Linked DNA regions of Mus musculus: all the other regions are linked to region 1. Evidence: chromatin contacts called from public HiChIP or PLAC-seq data. All regions are on one chromosome and are shown on one strand. The core of a region is the stretch at or near the end of the contact, and the rest is flanking DNA. Distances in the headings are between cores, read along the strand shown.

Region 1 (4,347 bases), core at 943-3,442:
ATGCGCCACCACACCCAGCTGGATCCCCAACTTTCACACAAAAGCTTGGCACCATGGCTCAGCCACCTGTAACTTCTCAGTGCTAGGGGCTGGGGGACAGAGAAGAAAAAATCCCTAGAACTCACTGGCTAGCCATCCTAGCAGAATCAATGGGTCCCAGGCTCAGTACCCTACCTCAAAATGGTAAGGTAGAGAGAGATAAAGGAAAACACATTTATCAGTTGCCTTCACCTGCACTTAAAACACAAGTGAGGGCTGGAGAGATGGCTCAGCGGTTAAGAGCACCGACAGCTCTGCCAGAGGTCCTGAGTTCAAATCCCAGCAACCATATGGTGGCTCACAACCACCTATAATGGGATCCGATGCACTCTTTTGGTGTGTGTCTGAAGACAGCTGCAGTGTACTCATATTAAAAAACAAACAGCCGGGCGTGGTGGCGCACGCCTTTAATCCCAGCACTTGGGAGGCAGAGGAAGGTGGATTTCTGAGTTCAAGGCCAGCCTGGTCTACAGAGTGAGTTCCAGGACAGCCAGGGCTACACAGAGAAACTCTGTCTCGAAAAAACCTCCCCCAAAAGAAAGAAAGAAAAGAAAGAAAGAAGGAAAGAAAGAAAGAAAGGAAGGAAGGAAGGAAGGAAGGAAGGAAGGAAGGAAGGAAAAACAAAAACAAAAATCACATGTGCATGGAGCCATGAGCCCCTAGGTCTCCTCAGGAAAGAAGGCAGAGGGATGTTAAAGCACTTCACAGGAGCTGAACATGTACTAACATCAGTGTTAGAGTGCTAATTCACATACATACATACATACACACACACACACACACACACACACACACACACACACACACACACCAGTTTGTTTCTTAATTCTCAGAAGGCACTTAGCTCTCAGAACCTGAGAGTTCCAGCCAAAAAGACATCTTCCAACTTGTCCGTCCAACTTCTTCTCAGGGGGGCTGTCTTTTGATTGGGTGCACAGGGTTTATCTGTTTAGCCCCAACTGTCCTGGAATTTACTTCATAGGCCAAGCTGGCCTTGAACTCAGAAACCCTGGCTCTGCCTTAAAGGTACACACCACTACTCTCATCGGCCTTAGTAGTGTCTTTTAAACTTAGTAGTGTTTTCTGAGACATATTCCTCTTTCTGCCGTGCCTCCACTATTCCTTTCCAAGACCACAGCCTGCACAATAATACGGACAACAGGCTTAGTAGTTTGCCCTTCCGTGCGGTAGAGCAGGATAGGCGATGTGCATACCTACTGGACGCAGAGGATACCACCATTCACCTTGTTGCACAGCCAACTCTCCCAGCTTGGCCTTTCCCCAGCAAGCTCCTGCAGTCCCCTCCGTGTCTGGTCATATTAGATTTATTCAGCCAACTCTCTCCTGCCAACCCCTTTCCCAGATCTTGCACTGAAGACAGATGAAAAAATGGGCCCAGAAGTGGTAATGACTGAAAGGAGGAAGGAAGCCGGGCAGTGGTGGTACAGGTCTTTAGTCTCTGCACTCAGAAGGCAGAGTCAGGCAGATCTCTGTGATTTCAAGGCTAGCCTGGTGTACAGAGCGAGTTTCAGGACAACCACAGCTACAGAGAGAACCCTGCTCCAAAAAGTAGAGGAGGTGGTGGAGGAAAAGAAGGAAGGAAAAGAAAACAAAGGAAGGAAAGATCTGTTATACTCAGTGCCCTGTGGACCCCCAAACGGTCCCCACATTTTTCACGGGAGTTAATACAGCTGAGAGAATGCCCTAGCAGTATTCAGCTCTATTCCTCGGGTGTACTGTTAAAAAGCCTCCACTCCTGGCTCTGTGTACCACATGGGACGCATACAGAATTCTGAACTAGAATTTGAACTCAGCCTGGGACTCCTGTGGCTATGAGCAGCAGCCCCAGATCCCGGGCAGGCCTGGCTTTTCCCTTTGCCTAGGTGGTAGGGTAGTGTGTGTGAGGGCTACCCAGAGTGGGGTCAGCCCCTGCCAAGCACTGCAGAACTCCCAAGTTCCCTTCTCGGGACTGCCCAGCCCCCTCTCTTTTCGGAATGCTGCTCGGGGTACCTGAGAGCGCGGACACTCTGCAACTTCGAGTTCGGCCGAGGGCGAGAGAGCAGCGTCCGGGGGCCCCGCGCCCCCAGGCTCGCGATACACAGCCTCCCGAAGCGCAGCATCCCGTGATAGACAGCCATGGCTCGCTTCCGCCGCGGGTCCGGGCCGGGAGTAAACTTTGAAAGTGAACGAGGCGAGGGTAATTAAGAAGCGGACGGGGAGGCGGGAGGGTCGCTCTGCCTATGGGGTGAGGAGGACTGGGTCCCCGCGGGGCGGGGCGGGGCGGGGCGAGGAGAGGCCGGGAAGTGGCGACTCGGTCCTGGCCACCTTTGCGTGGGAACTGCAGCCCTTCAAGCCCGCCCTCGAAGTCCCGCCCTTGTCCCCCCTCCCCCTCCCGGGGCTCCCAAGACCGGCTCTGCAGCACAATACAGGGCCTTCCTGCAATCATCACTCTAACTTTGGAGGGCCTAAGAGTTTCATAAACGGGAAAACAATCAACAGTCTATATAGAGCCAGATGACAATGCCTGGACTGGTTGGTCCCACGTGCCCAGTAGGGCTTGGGTCACGTGGGGACTTCCTGGGTGCTGAGCTACAGGCCAAAGGAATCTGCCCCGAGTGCCCCTGAGGCCTGCCAACTGGAGCAGAGGGCCTCTGGGGAGAGGAAAGGTAGTTGGGACCTACCGCTCTGATGGGTAAACCCCTCTGTATTCGGAGACCTCCGGGGACCAAGGTGCTAGTCTGGCCAGAGGCTAAGAGTCAGCTTTACTTCGACCTTGCATCCTCCCCACGACTCTGAGAAGAGTACCAGGTAGACAAGATTAGGTGGCATCAGGGACGCGTCTGTTGTATCCTACCTTCCCTCTTTCTGCTCTAGCCTGAAGCCTTAAACACAATTTCCTCAGCTGCTCCCCTAGGCTCCAAAGGACCCTGACTTTGTGACTCAACCCTCTAGCTGTGCCCTTAGGAATGTATTCTAACGTCATCCAAGGAGGATGGGTGACAAGATCTACAAGAGGTGAGTGCTCAGGCTGTGCGCTGGGTGTCCAAAGATGAGTACACTAGTCCTCCACTTTCTAGCTCCTCGTTGTCCTGAACGATCTGGGAAAGAAGAGAAGAAAGGCCCCCGGCCGGGTGGCTTCCCTTCTCCTGACTTGGAATGAAGAAAGCCAGGCAGAGGAACAGTTGGCGGAGGGTGGAGGTTAGCCTGGTGAACCTTTGCCTTGATCTGGTTCAGCTGGGGTCATGACTAATACAGCTACTCCTTCTCTGATCTCCAGAGTGACCAGATATCTCTCTCTTTCTCTCCCTCTCCCTCTCCCTCTGACAGCTTTTTGGAAAGAATCTGTGTTCCGTTGGAGAACAAGTCAAGAGGAGAGACTTTGAAAAGCTGGGCTTGAAACGGCATGATGCCCTCCAAATCAAATGTATACAGTGGTTTCAGACAGCCAGGCCCAGGGAGTGAAGGGTGCTGACTGGTATCCCAAGTTCAGGAGCCAAGCCCTGCCTTGAAGGCTTGGTGGATGACCCTGGACAAATCGTTGATTCCTTCTAGATAAATAATTGTCCTGGCAAAGTGAAGGGTACATTCTGGTCCCCGGGACCCTTTCTCTTCCTGACTAGTCTCTGAGTGAGTCTTGGGGGGAAGGGAAGATAAGCCATTCTGCCTGTCCTATGGGCTAGCCTGGGGAAGCCTTTATCGCCTTCCCCTTGTTTCTCTGACTCAGAAATGGACTCATAGACCTGCATGATTCCAGCCAGGGCAATAAAGGTAGGAGAATCAGGAACTCAAAGTCATCTTCAGCTACACAGGGAGTCTGTGGCCACCCTAGGGAGAAAAAAAAGAGACAGACAGACAGACAGACAGACAGAGAAAGGGGCTCTAATGTCAACATGAAGTAGCTTTTTTTTTTTTTTTTTTTGAGACAGGGTCTCATATAGCTCAGGCTGACCTCATCTGTATAAATCTTAGCATGACCTTGAACTTTGATCCTCCTGCCTCCTTTTGTCTTCTGGAATTACAGACTTGCACCACTGTGGCCAATCTTATGTGATTTGTTCGTGCACACCATACGTGCACACAATGGAGATCAGAAGACAACTTGTTGAAGTTGGTCTCTCCTTACACTGTGTGAGTCCAGGGATTGAACTCAGGTCATTACGCTTGGCAGGAAGCACCCTTACCCACCGAACCATCTCCTGGGCTCCTACTGTTGCTATTTTTTGGAGACAAGGTATCATGAAGCCCAGGCTGGCTTCAAACTTACTAAGTAACTGATGTTGGTCTTGAACTCCTGATCCTCCTGCCTCC
Region 2 (4,151 bases), core at 802-3,301, 76 kb after region 1:
GGGTATGGAGAAGTCCTGCACGTGTTCACAGGTACTGTTTCATCTGACAAAATCAGTGCTACTACTACCCCAAAAGGGAGAGTGACAGGAGGTGGTCAGCTTGATAGCAGAGCCAGGACAAGGCCTCATAGAGAGCGGTCTCATTTGCATGCTAACCTCCACAAGCACTACACTATCCTGCTTCACAACTCCAATCTGTTGGGGTGGCTGCCAGAACGCCACATTTTGGCCGCTAGGGACCTATCTCCATTCCGGTCTAGGATTCCTTTCTCAGCTTCAGCCAGGTGTGGTGTATGTGTGTGTGTGTCTGTATGTGTGTTGAGTGAAGGAAGATTCCAAATTCTCTTCCCTCTCTTCAGCCAGATGGGTGGGAAAGACTCTAAATTCCCTCACCTCTCTCTGGTTCTCCACCCCTGGCTGTGGGCAGAGCAGCAGGGGCTCAGCCCATTCATTGACTCAAACCACCAGCCACAATGGGCCATGTACTTAGGAGAAGACTCTCTGACATGCCCTTCCCCAGAGTCCTCATCAGCCTGACCCCTCACATAGATGAGGGTCAGAGGGCTCTTCTGCGGCCCACACCATCAGAGATGTCCCAGTTGCCCAAAGAACAAGCTCTTCCTACACAAGTCACAGCCAGCTTCCCCAGGACGGGCTTCGGCGCCTTCTGGAGTCGCTGACGGTCCCAAGTTCCTCCTCTCCTCACCCCCTCAGCATCTTGATTCTCCCCAAAACTGGAAGAGCAGCTCTTCTCCCAGTCTCCACACCAGGTCTTTGGGACTGACCAGGTGCAGGAAGGGAAGGCTTCTAGGCTCCATGCCTTCTTCACCCTACCAGGTAAAGCCCAAAAGGATGTGACAAGAGAGCCTCTGTCCCGAAGCCTTGGAGACACAGGGACAAGGGGGCGGGGGGCAGAAGCAAGAACCCCTAATCTCTGTCCACAGTTTAGGGCTTTGATTTGACTGACCCTCCCCACCTTTCCAGAACGGACCTAGACCCCACTGGACCCCTCCTAACCACACAACCAGGAGGGTGTGTCTGAGTCTGCAACTAAAAGCACCAGTGAAGAGAAAGCAGATCCCTGGGGTCAGGGTCTGGAGCTCACAGCTGCTCCTCCATTACCCCAGAGCCAGAGATGCCTCTTTCCTCCTTTGATGTCCTGAGGCCAACTCAACAGTTCACCTTCCATTCCCATCCCCTCCTGAAGATCCACCAGGGTTCTTCCCTGGCTGAGAAAGCCACGCCTTGAGAACACTTCAGTATTTTTTTTCCCTTGGGGTGACTCCTGTTCACTCTATTCCCGTGTATACACTTTGTCACAGGCCATAATTCCACCCCCTGAGCTCCACTTCACCACCAGTCGCTGCTTCTCAGGCGCAGCTCAACACGAATGCCCAGGGTCCCTTGGCCCCCACTCTTCCGCCCACAGCACGTACACCACCGCCCCCTCCCAACTTCAGAAAGTTTGGCCTGAGGCTCCCCACCTCCGAGCAGGCTGGGGCCCAGTCGCTCCTCCCAGCCCAGATCCCCGAGCCTGACCTTCATCGTTCCCCGGGACGGAGACCATCCCACCATGTCCCGCTCATCCCTTCGCGCCCCCCAGTTCGCCGGCCGCCTCGACCTCCGAGTCACGCACCGCTCCCTCACGCAGCCAGCCAGGCCCTCCAGTAAAGGGAGCGTTGGGGACCGGAGGCTGGGCTCCAGCAGGCTGCCTGCGCCTTGCTCGCACGCGGCCCGTGCCCCACTTGCCTGGCCGGGGCCGCCCGCAGCCCCGCCAGGACCCCGCGCGCCCCCGCGCCCGGCCTGCCCGCCCGCACGGCCGTCGGAGCACCTCGCCCGGCTCGTCCTCCTCCAGGCCGCTGAAGCTCCACACCACCAGGCCCTGCAGCAGCAGGATGGCCAGTGCGGTGGCGATCGCCAGCTTGTAGCGCCGCACCAGCTTCTGCACCCGCGCGCTCGCCACCATCTTCCTGCCCGGGACGCGGGGCGCGCGTCCGGCCCTGCAAACCGGCCGCGGGCGTGCGCACAGGCGCGGGGCCCCGGAGTCCCTCCTCACTCCGCCCAGATGGGCGGGCAAAGGGCGGGGCCCGAGGCCCCACCCTCTCGTGGGCTGGGCGTGGGGCAGTAGGCGGTCCGCTCGTTTCTGTCTCCAAGGTTTGAGTCTTGTGCTTGGGGTCTTTTCCACATCTCTATGAGTGTCTGCCTGTGGAAGAATCATTTCCTGACCGCAAAAGCATTGTCCCGGAGTGCGGAGGATCTGCGGCCTGACCGCTCTGGTGTCGCAGGGCATGGGGGGAGGGGGAGTCAGCTGGCCCCCACCCCTGGGAAATGCTGGCACTCTCAAGACGTGTGAGTACCACCTGCCCTGCCTAAAATCTGAAGGCCGCATCCCTGAAGACAAAGCATAGGCCCTTGACTGACTTCTGAGGCTCTTCACGAAATTGACTTGCCACTCTGCAACCTCTCATCCCAAGCATCCTCAGGCCTCTGCTGGTGTTGTGGCTCTCAACTTCTAGCTTACGTCAGAATCTCCTGGAAGATGATTTAAAAAACAGCGCCAGTTCTCACTCCTGGAGTTTAGAACCTCCGAGAATTAAATTTTTCAACAAGTTCCGCTGCTGCTGCTGCTCTGGGATCACGCTTGGAGACCCACCAGACCTTAGCATATGCTGTTTTCGCTCCACCCCATCAGTGACATCTTGGCTTGTGCCTCGCTAGCACAATTTAAGCATCTGGTGGTAATTTCTCTGCGAACGTGCCTCGTTCGCCATTGAAGCCTTGGCCCTCAGCTTTAAAGCTCAGTAAATGTTAGGAGAGTAGGGAGCTGAGAGAACCCACCTGGTTGACCATACTGCTTTCTGGCGTGTTCAAGAGCCGTGTCCAGTAAGGACTAAACACACCCGGGGCCTCACCTGATCCCAGCAGACCACGGTGGGCAGTGGAAGGAGGTAAGAAGGTGCCTGCCAGAGCAAGGTGACTAGAGGCAACAAAACCCACAGCAGAAACGCTTCACATTTTAAGTAAACAAACAAGCGAGCTATTTGATCCAGTTGCCTTGCTGTGCTACCTGGCCTGATCTGCCTTACACTAGGACTCTCACCAACTTGGTAAAGTATTTATTGTCTACAGTAGCTTTTAATTCTTGACTCTCCCATCATTACCTCCCAAGTGCAAAACAGAAGTTTGTCTTCGTTTGTCTGAGATAGTGTCTCGTGTATCCCAGGCCAGCAAAATACAGCTGAGGTTGACCTTGAACTTCTGATCTACCCGCCTCCACTTCCAGAGTGCTAGGATAACAGGCCCAAGGCATCATAAAGAATTTATACATCCGTGGAATGGAAGGGTGATAAGGTTATAAAGAAGATTTTGGAACCACTGTAAGAGATGGCTCAGTGAGGACCCAAGTTCAGTCCCCAGCACCTACATAAAAAGCCTGGAGTGGTAGTATTTTATTGTAAATCCAGCACTGGGGAGATAGATAGGTGTATCTTTGAGGCTGGCTGGCCAGCCAGCCTGGAGTTCATCTTAAAATCACAAAGTAGGTGGCCTCTGAGAAACAGACCTCTGATATGCATGCACAGCTGCACATAAGACCCCACCTCCACACACACATACATGAAAAAAAATCATATAAATTAAATTGAAAAAAATTTAAAAAACACAATCAATAGGTCTAGGAAAAGAGATTATATCCAAAGAAAAGGAAAGTCCAAAAATTTTAGAAACAAGCACGGCATGATGGTGAGTGCCTTTAATATAACCCAGCACTTAGGAGGCAGAGGCAGGAGGAACTCTGAGTTTGAGCCAAGGCTGGCTTACAAAGTGAGTTCCAGGACAGCTGGGGCTACAACAGAGAAATCCTGTCTCAAAAACAAAACAAACAAACAGACAAAAATAAACAAGGAAGTTAAAGACAAAAGGGAGAGTGGTTAAAGGGCAGACCAAAGAAAATGATGTAGCAGTGTAGTCATTTGATGGACCTCTGTAAACTTTCTCTAAGCCTCTCCCAGTTTGTGCCTTGTTAAAAAGGGAAATTGTAAACAATGTTTCAGATGACACTTTGGGTACTTAGGAGAATTTAAGCCTTCAAGGATTTGGAAAAACATCAGTTGACATGCCAACAATTGATATGTTAATTAAATATCGACCTG
Region 3 (4,442 bases), core at 101-2,600, 110 kb after region 1:
TATGGTCCGATGCTGTGAGGATTAATTTTATATGTTAATATGACTCAGCAAAGGAATGCCTGGAAACTGCTGATCATTTTGTGGTGTGTCCATAAGGAAGTTTCTAGAAGAGAAGAACATTTGACAACTGAATGTAGAAGACCCACCTCTACCTACATGGTGATCATTGTCTAGTACACAGAGGGCCAAACAGAAAAAAAGGTAACAAAAGAGGGAACTTTCTCTTTTCTTAACTGGGACATCCATTTCCTGTGGACATTAAAACCTTTATTCTAGGCTGACGAGATGAGTCATTTGCTGCCAAGCCTGGTGACCTGAGTCCAATCCCCAGGATCACATGGTGGCAGGAGACAACTGACTCCTGCAAGTTGTCCTCTGACCTTAATATGTATATGGCCCTTCACCCCACAAATAAATGAATAATGTAATAATTTTTTTAAAAAATTCTGGTTCTTAGCCGGGCGTGGTGGCGCACGCCTTTGATCCCAGCACTTGGGAGGCAGAGGCAGGTGAATTTCTGAGTTCGAGGCCAGCCTGGTCTACAGAGTGAGTTCCAGGACAGCCAGGGCTACACAGAGAAACCCTGTCTCAAAAAAAAAAAAAATTCTGGTTCTTGGGCTAGAGAGATGGCTCAGCAGTTAAGAGCACTGGCTGTTTGCTCTTCCAGAGGTCCTGAGTTCAAATCCCAGCAACCACATGATGGCTTACAACCATATGTAATGAGATCTGATACCCTCTTCTGGTGTGTCTAAAGATGGCTACAGTGTACTCTATGTACAATAAAATAAATAAATAAATATTTAAGAAAAATTTCTGGATTTTGGTGCTTTGTGTGTCAGAATACTGGCAACCCCTCTGAGTCCCCGGTCTACAGCAGCTATGGAGTGAAGACCTCTGTCCCCTGGCTTTCAGATCATCAAATACACAATCATGTCACCAAGTCCCTTGATTCTCCAACTTGTCTTGGGGCCAGCACACCAAGGGATTTCTCAGCCTTAGGAACTGTGAGAGCCAATTCCTAGCTTAAATCTCTTTCCATGTTTCTCTGTGAATAGTGTTGGTTCTGGCTTTTTGTTGTTGTTGTTGGGGGGGGGGGTTATTGGGCCAGTACAGATGCATGCTGGGAACTGATGCTAAACTGATGGTCACACCATCAAGTCACACCCAGGCAGCCACGCTGGGCTCCTCCCTGCTGGTACTTTCTGAACACTTCCAACGGGATCTCTTCCTATCACAGCTGTAGTAGCTACTCTCTCAGTGCTGTGCCGACACACATAATGCTGACTCCATAGTTCAAGGGTCCATCACGACAGGGAAGTCATAGTGTTGTGAGCCTGAGGAAGCTAGTCACGGTGAATCCACAGACAGGAAGTGAGAAGCAGGATTTCCCCTTTCTATGCAGTAGTATCCCAGACACTAGGCATAGCACCATCCACATCGAGGATAAGACTTCACCTCAGACGACCAAGTCAAGATAATTCCTTAAAGACTTTCCCAGTAAATTGTTTCCAGAGTGACTCTAAATCTCATCAAGTTAAAAAAAAATCAAGATTAACAGTCATAATAGATCTCTTTAGAGCTAGAAAATGCTGGGCACTAGATACATAAGGCCTTAAAGGCAGAAGGCATGGCTTGCCACAGAGCATTTTCCTCCTCTGGTCCTGCCCAGTAAGTGGATCAGAAGGAGATGTCAAGCTTGGCCATGGGCTTCCATTATAACAACGGGGGACAGAAAATGAAGCAGTTTCCCCCATTTCTTGGAGGAGCATCCATGCCTGGTCCCTCTGGGCTTCCCTATCATCATGGTTTTTCCACATCTTTACAAGGTTTCTCTCCAGCTCACTTGTTTTACCTAGTGTTTTCTTGAATTTGCCACTTTGCCCTTCTCTGGCTTGAGCAGCATGACACCATCAATAGTGTGATGCATCTGTGCCACTGTGCAGAGACTATGGTCCCTTTGTACCTCCTTCTAACAGAGGACAGGAGTTAGCATCACCAGAGGCTAGACTGCAGAGCTGTGCTGTTGATAATCACCTTACTTGATAGTGAGTGGAGTGGCCCTGGTTAGCTCTTAGTTAGGGTTTCTACTGCTGTGGCCAAACACCATGACCAAATCGACTTGGGGGAGAAAGAGTTTATTCCAGCTTAAAACTCTCAGGCCATAGTTCATCCTCAAAGGAAGTCAGGGTAGGAACTGAAGCAGAGACCATAGAGGAATGCTGCTTACTGACTTGCTCATGGTTTGCTTAGCCAGTCGTCTTCTTCTTCTTCTTCTTCTTCTTCTTCTTCTTCTTCTTCTTCTTCTTCTTCTTCTTCTTCTTCTTTTCCCCCAAGCTGGCCTTAAACTCACAGAGACCCACCTACCTCTGCCTTCCAAGTGCTGAGATCAAAGGCATGTGCTACCACCACCTTGCTAAGCCTGTATTCTTACAGCACCCAGAACCACCAGCCCAGGGCTGGCAATGCCAGCTCACAGTGAACTGGGACCTCTCACACTAATCCCCAAATAAAAAATGCACCATGGGCTTGCCCACAGGCCAATTTGGTGGCAGTATTTTCTCAATTTGGTTACCCCTTCCAGAATGACTCATATTTGTGTCAAGCTGGCATAAAACTAGCCAGCATGTCCTCTTTCTTGATGGGGATGGGGAAGACTGTACTGTCAGCTAAATGGATCATTAATACTGTCTGAGCCAGTATTAATGTGCTCTAACAAAGATAACCCCCAGTACAGCAACAGGGATTGAGGCCAGAGCAGCACTCGGTTTGTTGGAGTTGACCATCATCCTTTTGGGTTGAGATGAATAGGAGGCAATGCTGGAAGTCATCCTCTCAGGGTGCCATTAATCTCTGCAGCCCCCATGGCATGCAGTGTGGGTTTTGACCAGCTGAAGTGGGAAGCAATTCCAACTGCTCACTCTGGTGGCTGTTTCTCTAAAGGCTAAAGGACCAATGGGAGGGTTCAATTACCTCTAGCTGTGTCAATTCTGCTGAAATATTAGACTGTCAGGTGGAGCTGTGGACCTAGCAGATCCTGTGTCAAGCTGTCACAAACTAAGACTTAAGGCTTGACCCTACAAGCTGCATGTGGTGGGGTACACCTTTAATCCCAGCTCTCGGGAGGTAGAGGCAGGTGGATCTCTTTGAGTTTGAATTTGAGTTCCAGGACAGCCACAGCTATGTAACAAAGAGACTGTCTCAAAATAATGAAACAAAATAAGTCTCAACCCCAAACACTTTGTCTTTTTCAGACTATTTATCTATTTTAAGTATATGAGTACACTGTCGTCAAGCACACCAGAAGAGGGCATCAGATCTCATATAGATGGTTGTGAACCACCATGTAGTTGCTGGGTATTTAACTCAGGACCTCAGGAAGAGCAGCCAACGTTCTTAACCACTGAGCCATCTCTCCAATCTAACCCCAGACACTTTGACTCAGACAAGGGGTCATGATGATGATTTAGACCTCTGGGTATCAGTGCCACCTAATAGTCTGAGCCTGCCAGGCATGGTGGCACACACCATTAATCCCAGCACGTGGGAGGCAAAGGCAGGCAGATCTCTGTGAGTTTGAAGCCATCTTGGTCTACAAAGCAAGTTCCAGGGCAGCTTGAAAACCAAAACCAACCAAATAAACTAATACTCTGAACCCCAAAGTTCTCTGATGACTGAGTACTGTGATGTTTTTGAAAAACAATGGCCTCTCCAAGTCCATTTATTTGAATACTTAGTCATCAGGGAATGCCACAGTTTGAGAAGGATTAGGTGTGGCCTTGTTGGAGGTAGGGCATCAATCCCGGTGGGCTCTGAGGTTTCAAAAGCTCACGTGAGGCTCAGTGTTCTCTCTGCCTGTAGATCAGGATGTACCTCTCAGCTAATACTTCAGGGCCATGAGTGCTACCATGCTCATACCATGCTGATAACTAACTAACCCTATGGAATTGTAAACAAACCAACAATTCAATGCTCTCTTTTGTAAGAGTTGCCTTGGTCATGGAGTCTTTTCACAGCAATAGAACAATCACTAAGACAGGTCCTCTTTTCTCTTTCCTTGGTGTATGACTTTCAAGTAAACATCAAGGGTTCCTTGGAAGAGCCAAAGGAACCTTAACCTGTCCATTTGACAAGCGATGCTAGGTATCAAACCTAGGTCCTAATGCTTGCTAAACATACTCTCTACCATTGATTTAAACTTCAGCTCTCTCTCTTTTTTGTTTTGTTTTGTTTTGTTTTTTGAGACAGGGTTTCTCTGTATAGCCCTGGCTGTCCTGGAACTCACTTTGTAGACCAGGCTGGCCTCGAACTCAGAAATCGGCCTGCCTCTGCCTCCTGAGTGCTGGGATTAAAGGTGCTCTCTCTCGGGGACACAGCAAGGCACAGAGATAGGGTGTGTGTGTGTGTGTGTGTGTGTGTGTGTGTGTGTGTGTGTGTAATAGAGC

The links. HiChIP or PLAC-seq counts read pairs in DNA pulled down with a chosen protein or histone mark.
Region 2: a contact with region 1 is called in an H3K4me3 HiChIP or PLAC-seq map of embryonic stem cells, with 5 times the contacts expected there. The contact joins the promoter of Xylt2 here to the promoter of Acsf2 in region 1. A contact is called at or near these places in 1 of 39 promoter capture datasets (embryonic stem cells), 3 of 484 Hi-C or Micro-C datasets (embryonic stem cells, liver and uterus), 5 of 115 datasets of contacts at active chromatin or transcription factors (the 230-238 cell line, the SCID.adh cell line and embryonic stem cells) and 3 of 9 other capture datasets (adipose tissue, liver and pancreatic islet).
Region 3: a contact with region 1 is called in an H3K4me3 HiChIP or PLAC-seq map of bone marrow-derived macrophages, with 2.2 times the contacts expected there. The contact joins the enhancer-like site here to the promoter of Acsf2 in region 1. A contact is called at or near these places in 5 of 39 promoter capture datasets (embryonic stem cells, liver, macrophages and 1 more), 1 of 484 Hi-C or Micro-C datasets (liver), 3 of 115 datasets of contacts at active chromatin or transcription factors (bone marrow-derived macrophages, embryonic stem cells and memory CD8 T cells) and 4 of 9 other capture datasets (adipose tissue, liver, macrophages and 1 more).

Annotation. Positions count from the first base shown.
Region 1 is chr11:94,599,594-94,603,940 of GRCm38.p6, forward strand. It overlaps Acsf2 (acyl-CoA synthetase family member 2), which reads right to left and starts at 2,193. Exons shown (of 16, transcript NM_153807.2): 1 at 2,050-2,193. The coding sequence starts at 2,177.
Region 2 is chr11:94,675,442-94,679,592 of GRCm38.p6, forward strand. Xylt2 (xylosyltransferase II) reads right to left here and starts at 2,052. Exons shown (of 11, transcript NM_145828.3): 1 at 1,832-2,052. The coding sequence starts at 1,966.
Region 3 is chr11:94,706,516-94,710,957 of GRCm38.p6, forward strand. No RefSeq gene overlaps it. Among named protein-coding and RNA genes, the nearest start is that of Gm11541, 4.2 kb to the left of the region's middle. Within about 2 kb of position 1,351, at least 8 of the 459 cell types and tissues checked have an H3K27ac peak or open chromatin away from gene starts, as enhancers often do. A contact at or near this core is called in bone marrow-derived macrophages, where this site is marked.